3 separate regions of the Ovis aries genome follow, and all the other regions are linked to region 1. A link is a contact called in public Hi-C data. All regions are on one chromosome and are shown on one strand. Each heading gives the region's core, a stretch centred on a gene start, on an enhancer-like site or on the middle of the called end of the contact. The rest is flanking DNA. Distances are from core to core; before and after follow the strand shown.

Region 1 (4,619 bases), core at 751-3,250:
AAATCAATACCTCAGTAATTATAGTTACAGGAGCTTTTAGTATCTACCTTTTCTGAAGACTGAGAAGTCAGTCAGGTCCTTGATGTTCTAGAGCAGTAATTCTCACCTGGGTGGTTTTGCCCTTCAACAGACATTTGGTGGTAATGTCTGAAGACATTTTTTGATTGTCACACCTGGGGAAGTGAAGTGTTACTGACATCCATGGGACAGAGGCCAGGGATGCTGCTAGACATTCTACAAAGCGCAGGACAGCACTTCCCACTGCCCCCACCACTGCCTTCCCAATACAGAGAATTATCTGATCCCAAATATCAACAGTGCCTAAGCTGAAAATCCTCTTCAAGAGAAGTGTGTGTGTATTTGTTGCACTTCAAAAGTTTGATCTATTCTGTAGTTGGTACAAAATAATAATCTAATAGGGACTTAATTACATTCTATGCTGATTTCTGTAAAAATACCTTACAGATAGCAGATCCTTAATAAATGAATAGAGCAACAAACACTATGGTGTGACTGTTGACAATTTTTAACAGACATCAGCAATGAATGAAGTTACTACTAAATTTCAACTTGGGAAAAACACCTCTAGTTGAGACTTTGAAGTTGTGGATCCAGATAAATAAAACCATTTGGAAACGCTGTCAAACAACGTTTCATATTTATTGAATAATACTGACAACTAAAAGACACCCTAGTGTTTTTTGTCATATGAGTGATTCCTACACACTCAGTTTAGGAGTAGCTACTAGAGTGACCTTTAAATAAAACCGAAATGCATAAATTCATCCTAGCAAGTTTTCCAAAACCACCACCACCAAAGAAATGCCCTACCTCTATGCAACCCTCAGGTACAGAGTCCAACGGACACACAAAATATTAACTGAATCAAATACATTGTTTTAAGATCAAGTTACTGGTGTTAACAGTGTGACATCTTCCCAGTAGAAGGAAACTGCGACTATGGGAATGGTAATCACAGTAGACATCAAAAAAGTACTCTCTCCTCAGCTATTCCTCAGAGGACTTCCACACCTTTCAAGATAGCAGAGGGGTCCCCAACCCAGGTGTATGACAGAGCCCCTGTTTGTAACTGGCTCAGGAATTCAGAGAGAAAGAGGCCCTAGGAACAGCATTTTCAGGCCGTCCCAGCAGGACACCACCACCTTCCGGTGCGGAGCGTATTCCCTGAAAGCGCACCAACTTACCTGCCAACAAATCCCAAGAAGTGGCTGTGGGACAGTGGGGAGCTGGACAAATGCTGTGGGGAGACTCGACTCCAAGGAGCCGCCTGGGCATCTGTTACTCACTTTCTGAGTCCGAAATGCCCTGGTCCCCAACTCTCCACACGTCACGGCTGCGCTCTGGCCAGCGGGCCGAGACGGCTGTAGCGCAGCGGGAAGGAAAACTTCTGCCCTGGCCTCGGAGGGCCCAGGTAGGCGCGGGGGGGATCTCAGCGGGAAAGGAAAGGGAATCTGAGCCGAGGCTGTGCCCACAGGCCTGGGCGAAAGGGATGTCACCCACCTGCGCGACCTCTTCGCCATCCTTCAAGTACCGCATAGGCGCGGGCTGGGCGGGGACGCGGGTCAGCCTCCTCCAGCCTCGGGCGAATGCTCCTTCTCTCCGACCCTCCCCCGCCGCTTCCCTCGCTCCCGCTCCGAGGCCGACCGAGTGCGGAACGCAGGTCCCCGGCAGGGCAGGACGGAGGGACGGAGGGGCGGACCGCGACCCGCCCCCGGCCCGCAGCGCTGCTTCTTAGCCCCGGCCCGGCCCGTTCAGGGATGCCCCCAACATGTCAGCAGGCGCGCTCCCGCCCTCTCTCGGCCCCTCCCGCCGCCTCTTAGCCTCCTCGCCTTGGTCCCAGCGCGGCTCTGCCGCGGGCGCCGACCCCCGCCCTCTCCCCGCAGCGGGCAGCTCTGCAGGGCTCGTAGCCTCCTGCAGGGTTTTGTCCGCACCGCCGAATCTCGCGCCCAGCCTCCCTCAAGAGCCGCCGTTTGAATCTGCGCACGCGGCCCCGAACCTCATTGGCTGTGGCGGCCGCACGCGGGGGGACGAGGGCGGGGCGGGGAGAGCGCGCGCGACTTAGGGCGGGGCTGGGGAGCTGGAAGCCGGGACTGGAACTCGCGGGAGTCCGGGAAGGAGCTGGGAGCCAGTGGGTGTGGCCGTAGGCCCGGCTCAAAGGTCTTGCTGTGACAGGACCCGGAGCGCGCCGAGCGCCGCACCCGAGGGGGCGGGGCGCTAAGGGCCGCGCGGGGCCTGCTGGGAAAGTGAGTTCCAGGCTCTCCGAGAGGCGTGTCCGGAAGCGGCGGCGAGAGTCCAAGCTTCTCCGGGAGCGTGGACGGTGTCTCTAGGGGTTGAGCAGTCCGGTTCACCGCAACCTTCTCTCGTCCAAAGCTCCTCAGTTCTCAGAGGCATCCCTCCTCACTAGTTAGGAGGCTTAGTCTTTGGATTTGAGACAAACCTAACCATAAAATTTGCGCGGCCGTTACTGTTTAAGCAAAAATGCGAGGTTTTTTTTTGGCCAGACATCATAACTACTAATCTAGCGAAGACTGTAGCGGGAAGGAGCAGGAGTGTGACAGGTGAAAAAGTTTTTAGTTGGACACATGGAACGGGAAAGGGAAATAATCCGGGTCTGCGGCTGGCCTTCAAAGTACTTTAATCTCCTATCCGACTCTTCGGGAAATAACTGCTGTGCTCGATGAAGGAGCCCTGGTCCAGAAGGAGAATGCAGGAAGACAGGAGCGGACTGGGAATTTCGCCCAGATAAATGAGTAGTCAACGGCAGAAGGTGACCTTCTCTCGCAAGAGAGACGAGAGGAAGTGGGGAACCGCCCTGCAGGACCTTCTAGCAGTTACAACTACTCTAGAGGTTTCAAGTCTAATACCTACGAAATGCTCAGTTCAAGCAGCATGAAAGTAGATTACAGTAACGATTAGAAATGGTAAAGGATGCAAATTTGCAAGGTAACATGCTCTACTGCATAGAGCACGAAACCACATGTTAATATTGTAACAGACTTATATTTTGCTATTTTGAAAATTTACACATCAGTTTTTGCAAATCAGAGATGCAGGTGCAAATGTGTACCAAGAAGAGCTTGCATGCACTACTTTCAAAACTTAAAACACCTGCCTTTTTATAGTTCCTTTTTCTCAAGGTATGGATTCTGGTAAGGTAAAACAGTCTTTCAAATCATTCCTTACTATGTCGCTAGTTCACTTAAAAAAGAAAACCTAATTTAGAAAGTAATGTCTTTTGAAAACAATGTTTTCTTTACTCCTGGGCCATGCATTACTCCGCTTATTTACATCCTAACAAGAAGCAGAGTTTCTGCTATATTTTAGGCTGTAGTCGGTTTTATACAGAATACTATTTTAGAGCTTGAAGAGAGTTATTTTAGATTTTGACAGCAAAGCGAATTCTTTTCATGTTAGAGATAGAGAAAAATATAATTCCTCAGAAAGATAACATTGCAGATTCATTTAAATTAGTTACAAAAAAACAAAATGTGGGCTTCAAGTGATTCACAGTTGTTTGAGTACACATACTCAAAGATACCATAACCTGTGACTTGGGTTTTTTTTTTAATCAAAACATATCTTTAATAAATAAATTTTACTTCTCAAAACTCAATAATGAGAAAAGCAATAAAAAATGGGAAGTTAGGGCAGACGCTTCACCAAAAAAGATATACAAATGGCAAATAAGTAGCATGGAGAGGTGCTCCACATCATTAATCATTAGAGAAATGCAAAATAAAAGCTCAGGAGGTACCACTGAAAAGCTTTTAGAATAGGAGGGGGAATACTGTACTAGTGTTGGTGGAAATGAAGAGGCTGAGCAAATATTAACTTTCATACATTGCTGATAGGAACACAAATGAAACAGCCACTTTGGAAAACGGATGTTTACAGTGGCTTTATTTGTAATCACCAAAAGCTGAAAACACAAGGAACACTGTCACACATGTACTCCTCAGCATCCCAGGAGTTCGTTTTGAATAGTCTGTAAATGCTTCCCAAGTCTTTCCACAGAAATACAGGGGAAAATACCAAGGGGGGCAAAGGCTGGGGACAAGTGCTGGAAATTTCCTTGAAAACTGTCTTAGTTTTAAAAACTCATTTGTAACTATAAAAATGAGTTTAAATTGTGAAAGTAAAAATGAGTGATTTACTTTCTCACTCCAAATCTTTAAATAAATCACCTCATTATTACTAATAGTAAATAAATGAGCAGAAGGTACACCATGCTTATCTTTCACATGACTGTACCAGCTTCTTATCCTAGAGGGGCCAAGTACCCCCAAAGATTTGCCAGTGTTAGTGTGAAAAGCTTATGCTGGTTTAATATAGTACCTAATACACTGTAGTTTCAGTAGAGCTGTATCAACCATTTCCATGATTAGATTTTTGTCTAACTATTGTTAGATTGTCCAGCCCTTAGAATAGTGATGCAGTCAGATGCGCAATATAACTGCAAAATGAATGGAAAAATATAAATAAGTACATAAGTAAATATGCTTACCAGAATGCAAAATGTACAAATTAAACCAGATTTGAAATACCATTTTATGACTACTAAGATAGCAAAATTTTTCTAAATCCTGCCAACAAAGTTT
Region 2 (4,619 bases), core at 967-3,466, 160 kb before region 1:
TAAATTTCATCCTTGGACCTTCTCCTAAACCAAGAACTGTACTTAATGCTAAGTTCTAGATACAGTACCCAGATGCACAAGATTTGGCCACTGCCTTCACTGAGCTTGAGGTTAAAGGGCCAGGTTTACCCTCCTCTGAAGATGATATGTAAATGTTGGACTGGACAAATTAATGTATTTCCCACAACCAAAACTCTGGCTGGAGATTAAAGGTTGTATTTAAGAACATCTGAATTAGGGAAAGAATCTGTGAAAACTAGGAATGAGTTTTACTTTTAAACAGCCTTTTTTTTCCCTCTCTTTAAACTTTGGATGGGGTTTAAGGGAGAGACTTAACAGCTGGTTTCTGCATTATTTTGATGACAAGTTTGTGTATTTATCAAAGCATGTGGGAACAGAAAGGTTACATTTTAAGTAAAACCAATGACCTGGATACCTGGTACAGATTATTTTCATTTACTTTCTAGAAAACATAGCAGTTACATTATGATTTCAGCAAGACCACTTTTATTAGAAAAACTCATCCTGCTTTCGGTGTCAGATATAATACTGAAAGTGTGTCTCTTTCAAAAACAAAATTTGATGCTTTTCAACACTGAAAACATTAATTTGCTGTAAATGATAAATTTGGACTTCACTAAATAATGGTAATAATCCTCAATCTCAGTTTTTTTTTTTTTTTTTTTAATGTTTATTTATTTGGCTGTGCTGGGTCTTAGTTGCAGTATGTGGGATCTAGTTCCCAGACTAGGGATTGAACCCAGGTCCCCTGTATCGGGAGTGTGGAATCCTGGCCACTGGACCACTAGGGAAGTCCTAATCCTAATTTTATACTTAAATCTTTATCAGTATTTATATCCCAGGTGTTTTTTTTTTAAGCTTCAAGTGGGATCTGTTTGGGGAAGAGAGAAAGAAACCTACAAAATCCTTACTTGCAATATTACTACTATCTTTTGATTCATTTGTCAAATTGACCTGCTGCTGCTGCTAAGTCACTTCAGTCCTGTCCGACACTGTGCGACCCCATAGACGGCAGCCCACTAGGCTTCCCAGTCCCTGGGATTCTCCAGGCAAGAACACTGGAGTGGGTTGTCATTTCCTTCTCCAAGGCATGAAAGTGAAAGTGAAGTCACTCAGTCATGTCTAACTCTTAGCAACCCCATGGACTGCAGCCCACCAGGCTCCTGCCTCCATGGGATTTTCCAGGCAAGAGTACTGGAGTAGGGTGCCATTGCCTTGAGCTGATCTAATTAGCAGGTGAAACATTTACAGTTATCCTGGATGTCTTTCCCTAACGGATTTCAGTAACTAATCTTTGTAAAACTAAATACCTCCTGAAAAGGATTCACAGTATACAGATCTAGAATGGCGGGCTTTTCTGCTGTTGTTATAGCTCTGGGGAGCCACTCTACTCTTGCTTTTTGGTCGGACACCTGATAGGAAATCGAGAGTTTGTCTCATTTTTCCATTGTCCAATTTTTATAGTCTAGAAATTGCTATGAAGACGAGATTAATTCCGATTTCATAATAGGTTACTAAAAACACAGATGTTCAACTTACTGTCTCATACCTTCTGACAAAGTTGAACTGTGCCATCACTGATCATCGTTTCCACTGGGGCCTGGAGCACTTGGTGCTGTAAACCCTCCCTTCTCATGTAACCATGGCAAGTTTTAACCGTTAATTAAAAAAAGAAAACGTAATGGTATCCTGAACAGCTTCTTCCAAACCAAACCGTTTATAGAGCATTTAACACCTTTTAAATTCTTCTCAACTGTCTGGGATTTTCTGTTGTTTGCTTTGTTTGGGAATTTTTCTGCCTTTTGTTTTGTGACTTGATCTAGCAGTTGCACACAAAACTAGTCTTGTTAAAAAAGGGGGGATGCAAAGTTCTTATTTACCGTTAAATTGAAATACAGTTGTGTTAGTTTATTCTGAAAATACACTTAAGGCAAAAGAGCATTTTAAAGGAGCGGGGGTCGCTGCCCTTGTTTCTCCCTCCCCCACGTCCTTGCCTTGTGAAATAGACAGGAGAGCAGACCAAAACCCTACGGAGCAGTTACCTGTATGGCAATTTCGAACGTGGACAATGAGACTTTGCGGCTGGGGCAGCCGTAGCTTCAACTAGTGGGAAAATGTTCCGCCGCTGAGCGCTGTGGCTGGGGTGGGCGGAGGAGAAGCGGAGGCCGGGATTGGCCGGCGGCGGAGGGGGCGTCGCCGCGGGAGGAAGACTCGGCTCAGCCATGGCCGCCGCTCGCGCCCGGGTAGTGCACTTGCTGAGGCTTCTGCAACGCGCAGCGTGAGTGCGGGGCCGGCCGGACGGGCGGGCAGGCAGGGGACCCTAGGGTGCGGCGGAGCCCCCGGGGAACGACCCGCCCGGGCCCGCGCGTTCTTCCTCGGATCATTTTCCGGGACGCGGTACCGCAGAGCGCTGCGGCCTGGACTCCGCTGTCAGTGTGCCAAGTAGCCAAGCAGCCAAACGCAGCCACTTGTACTTCGCCTGATCTACCATTGAAACTAAGGTCGAGAGAGGAGAGCTCCAGGTCCCAGTCGAGGCAGACAGCGGACAGCTTGGCACAAGCTGTCCAAGACAAATGCATGTATCCAATCAGCACATACTGGGTGTATGGTAATGCACCAGAAACTATTCTAGGTGCTGGGGGTACAAGGACAAGAGGCTTTAGATCAGTTTAAAGTTAGCAGAGAATTGCATGAGGGGATAGCAGTAAAGTTAGGCATTGGTTCAGTGGTAGCATTCTTGCCTTCCACGTGGGAGGCCTGGGTTCTGATTCCTGGCCAATGCAATGTCCTTATGTTGGGGCTTCCCAGGTGGCACAGTGGTAAAGAAATCTCTGCCAATGCTGACACAAGAGCGGTGGGTTTGATCCCTGGGTGGGGAAGATCCCCTGAAGAAGGAAGTGGCAACCTGCTGCAGTATTTTTGCTTGGGAAAATCCCAGGGACCAGTCCATGGAGTCACGAAGAGTCGGACATGACTTAGCCACTGAGCACGTGCACAGGGATGAAAGGGGTCTGTGCAGAACGCAGAGGACAGGATGCAGGAGAGAGGGAAGGATGTGAAGACCGAGGTGACCCGCAAAGGGACTCAGCCACACATATACATGTATACATTCTCCCCCAAACTCCCCTTCCATCCAGGTTGCCACATAACATTGAGCAGAGTTCTATGTACTAGTTATACGTTAGATCCTTGTTGGTTATCCTTTTTAAATACAGCAGTGTGTATATGTCAATCCCAGACTGGGTTGCGGTGGGGGGAGGGGGTGGTGGGATGGGGGGGAGGGGGTTGATGATGCAGGAGAGCAAAGGAAGAATTGTTCGTTGTGATGTTTTGAGAAGCTGAGCAGAGCTGAGATTTAGTATGCAGGGGAGAGGTTGGCCTTTGCTAAGATACGGCCAGTTTTATCAGTGATACCAGGAAGGAAGTCAAAATAATTGTGCCAGACCCAGAAGGTGTGTAGATGAGAGCCTGGCTGTAACTTTGCAGAGTTCAGGAGGCCAAGGAAATGAAGTCAGCAGGATGTGGGTGAGGAAGAGAGAAACCAGAGGGTGAGCAAGCCAGAGGGGAGAGGAGGGTGAGAATTTTAAGCATGAAACTCTTAACTATGATGACAAGGATCAAATAAGGGGAAGGCTGGGACATATGGGACAGATGGAGGTCCAAAGAAGGCAATAGGGGGTGGGATTCAGACCACAATTGATGAGCAGAAATGATGAATTGAGGTAGCCTGAGAGCTTGGAAATTATATAACAAAAAGAGAAGCAGAGTATCCTCCCACAATGTCGAATTTTCCTTCCCTTTGAGCCCCTCTTCTTGTCCTGGAGGGGCATAAAGCAGCGAAGGACCTAGAAGGTAATGCCAAGTGAAGGACAACCCTGGGACCCTGCATTATTCGGTTTTCTCCGAGGGAGCCTGCAGATGGCTCAGGCCCTCCGGGATGCTCCAGGAGAAACCCTTACACGTGGCGCTTTCCGCCGCGCCCACCAGATGGCAACCTCTACTCATTCTGGCGACTCACACCCGACCACCTCCTTGTTCACTTAATTCAGTTTTTGAGATCTTGACCATCATTGAGTTTAACGCTTTTCCTTCCTTCCCCTTTCCCTTCTGCCCTCTCCCCTCTCAGATGTTTTCAGTCCAAGTCTGCACTCGGCGGAGGGCGGAGCGGGGTATGCACCCGCTTACCTGCGGGACCCACCAGGACAGGGTCCCATGGGCAATAGAAACACAAACCCTTTTGCGAAGCTCAATCGGATGGCGGTCAACAGAACAGGAAGCCAGAGAAGGGACTGACCAAGGGCTAGGAGGCGACCAGGATGTGGAAGTCAAGGGAGGGAACCTCTAGAAAGAGCACATGGGATATCTGTAGAGGAGCGGACTGAGGTGAGGGATTGAGGAGAAGAAGGTGACAGGTGTGATCTCGGCTTAGGGGGACACGGAGGAGGGTCCGGGGAGGGGACGAAATCCTGGAGCCGAGAAAGGCCGGAGGCGCCACGTGGTGACCAGGGGGGGCCTGCCGGCCACTGAGGGCTTCCAGAGGAAGCAGCCCAGAGACTGTCTGAACACCCTGAAGACAATGGGAAAATGCAAGGAAAGTT
Region 3 (4,619 bases), core at 1,038-3,537, 130 kb before region 1:
CCAGGATTTCCTTCAGCTGTGTTCATAAAGCAGCCCGAAACCGGATGTTGCCTTTTTTCCCTTTGATCATGTTTTCACGATTAGGAGAAACACAGTTCATTTGAATTCACTGGCGCTAGTTCAATTTTGAAGTCAACATGAGAGATTTATATGTGTATATAAGGGGAAGGGGGGAATAGTCATAGGACTTTAAAAGGAATTTTAGGAATAAGCTTATCTATTTTTCAGTTGAATTACTAAAGGATTTTGGTTTAGTTTTTGGATTTTGTGGGGGGGGACGTTTGCAGTGAACATTTTGCAGGAGTGCTATGGCAGTTTCAGAATGGCGCACACGCAGCAGACTCATCTTCACTTGTTAGGTGGACTGCAGCCTGCCAGGCTTCACTGGTTGCTGCAGAGAACATCACCAGAAAGGATGCTTTGTGTAGTCGACACTCAATAAGGCTTCTTTTATGTTTAGCAAAGGGGAATCGGTTTTCGCTGGAAGGAACAACCAGGCCAGTCATTCCTGACCAAACAGCACAGCCCCTACTGGTGGCAGTGCACCGGAGCCCGGAGGACAGAGGTGTCCAGTCGCCATAGCCTGGCTGCTTGGGGGCAGGCAAAAATACATGAATCTTCCAGGCTAGATTTCTGAAACCTCTGGAAAGAAACATTTACATCTCAAATCAAAACATCTCATTACTGAGAAGAGCTGTGGACCAAAATGAGCACTTCCACTCCCTGGCAGACAGGACCATTGAAATGTTGCTTTATGAATGAGCTAAAAGTGGTAGTCTGAATTTATTTCGGTGTCTGCGTTACTCACTTGTCCTTCAGTCTTGTGTGTCTATAAATAATAGCATGGTGCAGAGCATGTCTGATTCCTCAGATATTAGCTTTTACAGGGTACGGGTGATCCGTGCAAGGAAATATCACAGACTTTAAGGAAATTTGACTTCCCTGGTAGCTCAGACGGTAAAGCGTCTGTCTACAATGTGAGACACCTGGGTTCGATCCCTGGGTTGGGAAGATTCCCTGGAGAAGGAAATGGCAACCCACTCCAGTACTCTTGCCTTGAAAATATCATGGACAGAGGAGCTTGGTGCAGGCTACTATTCATGGGGTCGCAAAGAGTCGGGCACAACTGAGCGACTTCACTTTAAGGAAATATCACAGACCTTACCCTCGTGGAACCCGTTGTTTGTTGTTGTTGTTGTTGTTGTTGTTGTTGTTTAGCAATGAAGTCATGTTTGCTTTGTGACCCCTTGGACTGTAGCCTGCCAGGCTTCTCTTTCCATGGGATTTCTCAGGCAAGAACAGTGGAGTGGGCTGCCATTTCCTTCTGCAGAGGTTCTTCCCAACCCAGGGATCGAACCTGTGTCTCTTAGGTCTCCTGCATTGGCAGGCAGGTTCTTTACCACTGAGCCACCAGGGAAGCCTGGAACCAATTGTTGGGAGTCAGAAATGTGAAAAAGAAACTGAGCTCAGCTTGGCCTGAGCTGAGAGTCCTGAACTACGTCACCCAAGATGAACAGGGTTGTTTTAAGAGCCCTTGAATCTTCCCCTGTGGCTCAGCCTGAAATGCAGGAGATTCAGGTTTGTCCCTGGGTCAAGAAGATTCCCTGGAGGAGGGCATAGCAACCCACTCCAGTGTTCTTGCCTGGAGAATCCCATGGATGGAGGAGCCTGGCAGGCTACAGTCCCTACGGTTGCAAAGAGCTGGACACGGCTGAGCGACTGAGCACGCGTGCACAAGGGCCCTTGAGCTCATCAGATAAGCCTCTGCTGTTATGAACAGAATGTGGCCGTCTCCAGCCACAGCAAATACCCAACTGCAGTCCTGGACCCGCCACAAACAAGCGTGTACATAAGTCACCGTGAACAAGTCTCTGCCATGCTGTGGATTTTCAGAATTCTTTAGCATCTGTACAAGATGTGTTGGGATAAGAGTTTTACCTTGGCTTCACCCGTGCTCTTCAGCAGTGTCCCTGAGCCTTCTTCTATCTGTCCATCCATTCCTGTTTTTTCAATTGTGGTAAAACATACCTGACATAAAATTTACTATTTTAATCATTTTTAAGTGTACAACTCAATGCCATTAAGTACACATAAGTGGTATGCAACCAGTAGCACTATCCATTTCCAGGACTTTGATTTTTTCATTTTCAGAACTTCTTTTTTGGCTGTGTTGGATTGTCCTTGCTGCATGCAGGTTTTCTCTGGTTGCAGCAAGCAGGGGTCACTCTCTGACTGCGGTGCTCGGGCTTCTCATTTCAGTGGCTCCTCTCGCTGTGGAGCTCCAGCTCTAGGGTGCACTGGCTTCAGCGGCTGTAGCACATAACTCAGTCACTGCACGCTCGTGGGCATGCCCCAGATCAGGGATCACACCGGTGTCCGCTGCACTGCAAGGCAGATTCTTAACCACCAGGGAAGCCCCCAGAATTTTTGAATCACCCCAGATAGCAGCTCTTCTCTATCGCTGAATGGTAAACAGTAACTCCCCACACTCAGAGGAAGAGTCCCAGCCTGGGGCAGCCTCTATTCTTTCTGTCACTCTGAATTTGCCTATCCTAGGTACTTCATGTAAGTGCAATCATACAGTATTTGTCCTTTTGTGTCTGCATAATGTCTTCACTTAGCATAATGCCTTCAGTGTGTCAGAATGCCATTCCTTCTTATGGCTGAATAACATTTCGTCATGTGGACAGGCCGCATTTTGTTTATCTGTTCAACTGCAGCTGGGCACTTGGGTTGTTCCCACTGGTCTGCTACTGTGAATAGTGCAACTATGAACATCAGTGTACAAGTATCTGTTTTAGTCCTCGCTCTCAGTTCACGTGGGTATATATCCAAGGAATAGGCGTGTTGGATCACAGGGTAATACTGTGTTTAACTGACCAGCTGCCATAGTGGCTGTATCATTTACATTCTCACCAACAATGCATGAGGGATCCAGTTTCTCTGCAGTTTCACCATTATTTTCCATTCTTTGGATAGCCATCCCAATAGGTATGAATGGTAACTCACAGTTTTCACTTGTATTTTCCTAATGACATTGAGCATCATTTCATGTGCTTGTTAGCCACATATCTTCTTTGAAGAAACATCTATTCAACTCCTTTGTCTATTTTTGAGTTGAGTTGTTTGGAGTTTTTAGCTATTTAGTTGTAGCAATTATGTATCTATTTTGGATACTAACCCCTTATCAGATATATATATGATTTGAAAATATTTTCTCCCATTCTGTAAAGTTGTCTTTTCACTCTTGATACAGTATCCCTTGAGGCATAAAAGTTTTAAATTTTGATGTAGTCCAGTTTATCTCTTTTTTCTTTTGTTGCTTGTTTGCTGATGTCATATCCAAGAAGTCACTGCCAAACCCAGTCATTAACATTTTCCCATTTTCTTCTAAGAGTTTTAAGGTTTTAGCTCTTACATTTAGGTCTTTATATTTAGATGCATTTAAAGTTAATTTTTTTTAATGCGTCCTTCTTTTCATTTTACCTCACAAATACTTACTGGCATCTTAATATATATCATGAATTGTATGGGATACAGCTAAGAAAATAAAGTCCCTTCCATCCCTCATGGATCTTACATTCTAGAGAGGAAGACAGACAATGGACATCTGATCAAATCTATAAATAAGATATGAATGAAATCACTTCACATAATGATAAGCAGTCTGAAGGAATCCTGGGTGATGAGATAGTGATTTCACATGGGACAGTGTGGCAGGAACTCCAGCGGATGTGGTCAGAGAAGGCCTCTGGAGGCTGAGGCAGATGGGTGAAGAGCTGAGAGAAGCATTTCAGGCAGAGGGGAAAGACCCTGAGATAGGGTGAAGACAGCATTTTCATGGGACTGAAAAGGGATGGTGGGTCCACGTGAGCTGAGTGAGTGTGAGAAGAATCAGAGCTGGGGTGAGAAGCAGGGCCAGGGTGAGAAGCAGGGGATATGGTTTTGTTCTTCTAGTTGCATTGGAGGGTGTTAAGCAAGGAAATGGTGTGATCAAACTTGTAATGTGGGACCATCACTCTGGCTGCCGTCGGGGAGAATGGCCTGAAGAGGCTGAGAGTGGAGCAAAAGTGGAAGTAGCTCTTAGAGGACTTTCAAGTGGGACAGGAGCATGCAGTGAGTAAGACAGGCTGTGGTGGATGGAGAGGTGAGAAGCGGTCTGACTGGGGATTTATTTGGCAGGTAAATCTGACAGACTTGCTGATGGACTGAACTTGCAGAGAACAGAAAGAGCAATCAAAGATGACTCCTAGGGACTTCGCTGGTGGTCCAGTGGCTAAGACTTCATGTTCCCAATGCAGGGGACCTGGGTTTGATCCCTGGTCAGCGAACTAGATCCCACATGTTGCAACTAAATATCCTTCGTGCTACAACCAAGCCCTGGAGCAGCCAAATAATTTTTTTCTTTTAAGGGATGACTCTAGGGTTTTGCCTAAGGAAAAGTGGAAGGTGGAGTCAGGTCCTGTCTTATATATGTGAACCTTGAGATGCCAGTGTCCCCTCCCACCATCTTTATTCATCCAGTAACTGTTGAGCACCTGTTTGCTGTGTGGGGTGCTGGCCACAGCCCTGCCCCATGGACCTTCCCCCTTCTACCAGGTGTGCCCCCACACCAGTGC

The links. Hi-C and Micro-C count contacts between places; a contact is called where the count stands out from the background.
Region 2: a contact with region 1 is called in a Hi-C map of hypothalamus, with 3 times the contacts expected there. The contact joins the promoter of ADHFE1 here to the promoter of MYBL1 in region 1. A contact is called at or near these places in 7 of 16 Hi-C or Micro-C datasets (blood, hypothalamus, liver and 3 more).
Region 3: a Hi-C map of hypothalamus shows a contact between it and region 1, with 2.1 times the contacts expected there. The contact joins the enhancer-like site here to the promoter of MYBL1 in region 1. A contact is called at or near these places in 3 of 16 Hi-C or Micro-C datasets (hypothalamus, skin fibroblasts and tail adipose tissue).

The regions. Positions count from the first base shown.
Region 1 is chr9:43,818,667-43,823,285 of ARS-UI_Ramb_v3.0, forward strand. It overlaps MYBL1 (MYB proto-oncogene like 1), which reads right to left and starts at 2,001. Exons shown (of 15, transcript XM_004011713.5): 1 at 1,522-2,001. The coding sequence starts at 1,541.
Region 2 is chr9:43,657,555-43,662,173 of ARS-UI_Ramb_v3.0, forward strand. ADHFE1 (alcohol dehydrogenase iron containing 1) reads left to right here and starts at 2,217. Exons shown (of 14, transcript XM_027973000.2): 1 at 2,217-2,299. The coding sequence starts at 2,244. RRS1 (ribosome biogenesis regulator 1 homolog) reads left to right here. Exons shown (of 1, transcript XM_015097790.4): 1 at 1-433. The coding sequence ends at 3.
Region 3 is chr9:43,686,639-43,691,257 of ARS-UI_Ramb_v3.0, forward strand. The region is part of intron 13 of ADHFE1 (alcohol dehydrogenase iron containing 1); the gene reads left to right. Among named protein-coding and RNA genes, the nearest start is that of VXN, 26 kb to the right of the region's middle. Within about 2 kb of position 2,288, at least 11 of the 54 cell types and tissues checked have an H3K27ac peak or open chromatin away from gene starts, as enhancers often do. A contact at or near this core is called in hypothalamus, where this site is marked.